Regions from separate parts of the Mus musculus genome. Here region 1 is linked to region 2. The links are chromatin contacts, called in public Hi-C maps. All regions are on one chromosome and are shown on one strand. The core of a region is the stretch at or near the end of the contact, and the rest is flanking DNA. Distances in the headings are between cores, read along the strand shown.

Region 1 (2,740 bases), core at 65-2,564, 240 kb before region 2:
GTTTGTTTTTGTTTTAAGACAGGGTTTCTCTGTATAGCCCTAGAACTTGCTCTGTAGATCATGCTGGCATCAAACTCAGAGATTCCCCTGACTTTGCCTCCTAAGGGATGGGATTAAAGGTGTGCATCACTACCACCTGACTAAAATTACTTCTTTTACTACAAACATGAAATAAAAACCCAGTTTCTCATCTGTGGGAAAGCAGTGGGGTCCTTACCTGTCCAATCTGTGGAAACATGCTGAATGACACTGGCACCATCAGTCCCATCATAAAGAATGTGGAACTCATTCTCAGGATCACGAGTGACAGCAGAGTCTGTGGGTAAAACCTCGTCCTGTAAGAGACAAGGCATAGCTCACACGCAGTCCAACGCTTTTGTCCTCTTTTCTGAAGCAGGCCCTCTGTTTCAGTGGTGGCTGATTTGGCTCTGCATGCAGTTACAGGCATATGCCTGGATCACTGCACAACCACCTACCAGCAGGCTCTAAAAGGCACATGGACTAAGCTCTGGGTGAGGTTTATCTACTCAGGGAATGGGACATTGACCAGTTAGATAGAGCAACTTGTTGGAATTCCAGAGCCTGAAGTGATAGTTCAGATTCTAGAGCATATGACTCAAATTGTATTATGTGATAGTCTTTTGTTTGGTTGTAGTTTTGTTTTGAAACAAGGTGTCTCCTGTATCCCTGGCTATTCTGCCTGGAGAATCTGTTCTGTAGACTAGGCTGGCTTTGAACTCAAAGATCTGCTTCCCTTTCTCCTGAATTCTAGCATTAAAGATCTGTGCCACCACGGCCTGGCTGTGTGATATTTAAAGAATGGGAGAAGCAGTATAATGATATGTGTAGGATTCCAGCTTGTGGAGTCAGATCCCTGAGGCCACATGAATAGTCTGTGCTATTGACAGGTGTGTTCTATTGACAGAACATGTGCTCACTTGCCCTATCTACTCCTTGGATTTTCTGGGTTTTGCTTGTTGTTTTTTGAGGTTCAAAAAGAGGAAAATGAGATAGAAAGTTCCCAAGATGCTCTTTTGTGGATGCTATCTGCTGTCATGGTTCTGAGACACTAGTTCTGTGAGATCATCTAATGGCTCTGTCCTTCAGACTTCACACCACTCCCTAGAAACAAATGTCACTTTAACCCTACAAAAATCCTGTATATCATTCATGTTTGACAAGCTCTGCAGCTCTGACAGAGATATGGGGTTGAGGATGGCCAGAACAGCCCAGGAAGATCCCAACTAAGCAAGTCTCTGCATCCATCTGGCTGGCTCATCAGTGGGAAGGGACAGTTGGCTCTGTCCAAGGTATTTCCTTATTTCCCAAAATGTGACCCTCATGGGGTGCTGGGTGGGTGTTTTAGACTTGCCATGGGGGAGTGAATGACTATCATGTTCTCATAGAAAGTTCTGGAGTCTCTTATCTGAATGAAGAGAGATCTGCATCTAAGTTTTGCTGTATGGGCTCTCTGATGGGGAGGCTATGACTGGGAGTTGTCAGCAGCTGTGTCTCTTCATAGAAGACTTTGGCAGAAGACTTCTAACACCACAGGGCTGAAGAAAAGGGAAACATTCAGCAGAGGTATTTCAGGTTCAGTGCTATAAACTACTCCTGCCTGTGCCAGATATCTATATCTGTAACTGCAAGCTGAGTTTATCAATTGGCAACCACAGGAGCCCTGACAAACCCCATCATCTCTGCCTACAGGAGTATCTTGTTTATTTATGAGGTAGGCTGGCCTAAATCCAGTATGTAGTCCAGATCCTCATCCTGCCTCCACCATCCAAGTACAAGGATTATACTATGTACTATATCATGCCATTTGTGAAGTACCCGGGATCAAACCCAGGCTTTGTGCAGACTAGATAAACACTCCACCTACATTTCTTCAGCCCTAGCCTGTATCATGTCAGTCTACTGGACTGGGAGCAATTTGAACCTATTAAAGTACATTGAAGTCAAGGAAGGATAAAGACTGAGCAGTGTTCCTATCAGAATTGGGAGAACCTAAAGATCACCCCACTATGTTCTGCCTGCAGCCAGAAATAGCTTATGGTCAAGTCAAGAGACAGTTAACCAAGGAGAAGCCTTAGGCTCAAGGTTCAGGTAAACAACTCTTCTAAATTCCTCTTCTTCCTAATAGATTCTGTCCTACTGGTCTGTCTTATAGGAAGGCTACAAATGGCCCTCATGCCCACTCCTCTCTCTAGGTTTGTAGTAGGTGAATTTATAAGGGTTTTTGTTTGTTTATTTCTTTTCTGGTTTTCTTTTTTAGATGGGTTTGACCATATAGGGCCTTCTTACCTTTTAAAGATGTGGATAAAGAGTTCAGGGGCCAAGGCTGAGGTCCCAAACAGCACTGCTCTGGATTTCGCTGTATCTTTAATAGCCTGTAGAAAGGCCAAGGGAACAGCTTAGTACTGGGAGGGAAACAATGTTCAGGGCCCACACCAGAGACTAGCACACAGCAACTCCTTTTAAACTGAGTTAATGCTTACTAGGAAAGAGGTAGAGATGACACTTTATGGGGGTCTGTCCAGGGGCAGGTGTTTATAAGATGGCTGGGCTGGTAATAAGAGTAACTGAGGAGGGATTTCACCTTCTTGATCCCACTGTGGTCCCCATCAATCCATCAAAACATTCCCCAATAAACCACCCAAAAGTACGTATCAAGGTAGTGTCTAGACAACACCTTGCCTAGAATGAACTAAATTAGTAGCCTCCAGAAGCAATTCAA
Region 2 (2,883 bases), core at 203-2,702:
GTCCATCTGCAACATGGTAAGCTCCCGGTGAGCCAGATGCTGCTCATAGGTTGCTGCCCAGTGGTGCCTCCAGCCTCTGCCTACAACACCTGCATATTGGACAGGATACCCTGTGAATCAAGGAATATGGGTTGACGTGAACACCCATGAGTGTGTGTAGCTTTGTAGAAAAGTCAGCAAAGCATAAAGATGATAGCCCAAGTTGGTTCACAGGCAAGTTCCTGCCCTTGAACTTGGCCTCCTATTCCCTCCACTCTGGATTCTAGACACGGGGGACTGAGGACAAGGACTGCAAGAGAGGTGTTAAAGTCCTTGGAGTTGTTGAACATATTCTCAGTGTTCCATTCACTGTGTAGAACGGTGGTCCCAGCTCAAGTTCTGTATGGCAGCATGTGTGGATGGGCAGGACCTTCAAGTGAAGAGATTAGAGTGACTGGAGTGTGTTGGGGCCAGGTGTGGATACTGGACAGCTAAAGAGGAAGGAGTGATAGGGGCTGTAAGGTTCCCTCAGCCAAGGTGGACACTGTTCCATAGCTGGTCCTTAGGCCCTTCCTTGGGTTTGGTATGGAGTCAGCTACTTCCTGCTCTTGCCTGGCTCTCAGTCTCCTAAGACTCACCACAGGAAGATGCCCTCTGATGCTTTCTGTCCTCAAGTGCCTAGATACACACACTTGTAAGCCAATGTGGCAAAGTACCTTCCTCTGGAGCCATACTACACCCTGAGCAGCAAAGAAGAGAGCAGAGAGCAGAGGCCTGAAAGGGGCCTCTCCTCTCATTCCTGAGTCCCCAAGTAGCCCTGGGAAGGTTCAAGGGAACACATACCAGTAGCTCAGGGTAGAGCTTAGAGAAGACCAAGACTAGAAACTTGAAGTAACTAAGCTTCTACATTCAGAGGACCAGGGATCCCTGGGGGCTTGGCTACTTCAACCACCCCTGCTTGGCCACTTCTGTGTATAGAGCTGTGGTAAGGATGTGGGGCTGGATCTGCCCTCTGATCATATCTAAAAGAGGAAGTGTTCCTCTGCTACTGACATGTGTCAAAGACATGATGAAGAAGGTATGTAACATGTAGACCACAACCCCACAACCTGTTAACCAGTCTCAAAGAAGCACTGTCACAGCGGTGCAGTCGGGATGAGGTAGTGGAGAGATAGACAGCAGGGGTTAGGGATGTGGAGAGATGGCTGCCAGTGGTACTTGTTATGTCATGGTCAGCTGTCTGCGTGATGTAACAAGACTATAAGAGGCATCACATTCTTAGGTCAGGAGTCCCAAAAAGCCTGTCTCAAGAAACATCAATAGGGACATGGACATACTGAGAGAATGGAGCAAACATGATCTCTGCTTCTAACCACTACCACTATCACCACCTCTCCACTTCCCCACAAACCTCCATTTCAACCTCAGGTTTTGTGAGCTGAAGCTCTTGCTGTAACCAGGACCAAAGCTGTCCCTCTCCTGCCCCCTTGTGGCCACCGAGGGAAATGTGTTGGCTGAAAAGTGCCAAATGATTGTACACATGAAAGTACCTCCAGAAACCTCAAGCCTTGCTCTGTCTTCTCTTGGGGTCTTGGATTCTGGTCTGGACTTTGTAAGCCACAGCATCTCAGTCTGGCCACTCTGCTCTTATCCCTTTAGCAGGTGCTGACTCAGGCTACTGCAATACCTGACCTATAAACCATAGAGGCAGCTACACAATCAGCAGGGAAGTTGTTCTCCATTCCATCTTGGCAGCCATGCCCCTTGAGAGAGATGTCCACACACCCAGCTTTCCTGTCCCTTGGATCTAATGCTGAATCTGAGGCTCCTGCTGTGCCCCATCGCTGTAGCTTCTCCACACTCCCTTGAGTCCTTCACCATTTGACTCTCCCAGTCATTCCAGATCATATGTGGTCCCCCACATACAGGGAACTTACTCTGTCTTCTCCCACTGCACCCACACCTTCTCTCTTGATAATGTACGCCTGATACCATCCCTGACACCATATAGGTGGGTGTTCTATTCCACCTGTGTGGTATATTTTAGAAATAGACAAATACTAACTTAATAACCAAGCTTTTCAGATGAAGATATTTTATCCTAAAACCCTGATTTTCTATCACTTCTTTTGGAAAGCAGAAGTGTCGTTTACATACCATTCCTTCCTGGTAGAAGCTGATAAGCAACCCAGCCCTACCTCATCCTTTTTTTTTTCATCTTCTTATCCTTGATGATCCGGCCATCTGCCAGCACAGTAGACTCTAGGGGGCTGCATTAACAGGCTCAGCTACTGCACATTCTTGCTTCTTTGGTGTTTCTTGGAATGGATGGAGCATGGCCCAGTTACTTATGTCTAGAATAGAGAAACTTGGGGCCAGAGAGATGGCTCAGCAGGTAAAGCATTTTTTAATGCAATCCTGGTGATCTGAGTTCAAGTCCTGGAACCTCTGTGACAGGTAGAGGGACAAAGCTGACTCTACAAAGTTGTCCTCTGATCTCCATACAAATGCTGTGGCACATACATCGACACACAATAAGTGAACAATATAAAAAATACAATAAAATAGAAAAGAGAAGCCCAGAGGGTAGGCTCTAACCTGAGCCACCAGCCTGAGAGTATACACAGGGCAACTGAAAGCATGACAAAGATATGATCTGATCCTGTCCTTGCTGATGCTTCAGTTCTTCTAACTGGGGAGACATCCTCCTCCAGACTGAGTTTTAGGGGGTGGCACTGGGGAGGCTAGAGCTACAGTCACAGATGTTCCTTTGTCCTTCTGGCCTATGGGCAGATGGAAAGGCCCAGTCATATGACCTCACGAGACTCTCTTGTCACAGCTGCTCACCAAAGACTCGAAGCAGAGGCTGGGCTGCCAGGAGGAGGGGGCCGCCGAGGTCAAGAG

What was found. A called contact is a pair of places that touch in the nucleus more often than the background predicts.
Region 1: a Hi-C map of the G1E-ER4 cell line shows a contact between it and region 2, with 6 times the contacts expected there. The contact joins two enhancer-like sites. A contact is called at or near these places in 1 of 39 promoter capture datasets (neural stem cells), 8 of 15 datasets of contacts at CTCF or cohesin (CD8 T cells, the G1E-ER4 cell line, the NIH/3T3 cell line and 4 more), 171 of 484 Hi-C or Micro-C datasets (the 63-12 cell line, the AML12 cell line, B cells and 88 more), 22 of 115 datasets of contacts at active chromatin or transcription factors (the 230-238 cell line, CD4 T cells, CD4 single positive thymocytes and 17 more) and 1 of 9 other capture datasets (embryonic tail).

What each region holds. Positions count from the first base shown.
Region 1 is chr19:60,841,902-60,844,641 of GRCm38.p6, forward strand. Sfxn4 (sideroflexin 4) reads right to left here. Exons shown (of 14, transcript NM_053198.4): 12 at 2,308-2,393; 13 at 218-335. Among named protein-coding and RNA genes, the nearest start is that of Sfxn4, 18 kb to the right of the region's middle. Within about 2 kb of position 1,315, at least 7 of the 459 cell types and tissues checked have an H3K27ac peak or open chromatin away from gene starts, as enhancers often do. A contact at or near this core is called in the G1E-ER4 cell line and erythroblasts, where this site is marked.
Region 2 is chr19:61,083,254-61,086,136 of GRCm38.p6, forward strand. Grk5 (G protein-coupled receptor kinase 5) reads left to right here. Exons shown (of 16, transcript NM_018869.3): 12 at 1-16; 13 at 2,819-2,883. It also overlaps a transcript of Zfp950 not described here. Among named protein-coding and RNA genes, the nearest start is that of Zfp950, 56 kb to the right of the region's middle. Within about 2 kb of position 1,453, at least 120 of the 459 cell types and tissues checked have an H3K27ac peak or open chromatin away from gene starts, as enhancers often do. A contact at or near this core is called in the G1E-ER4 cell line and erythroblasts, where this site is marked.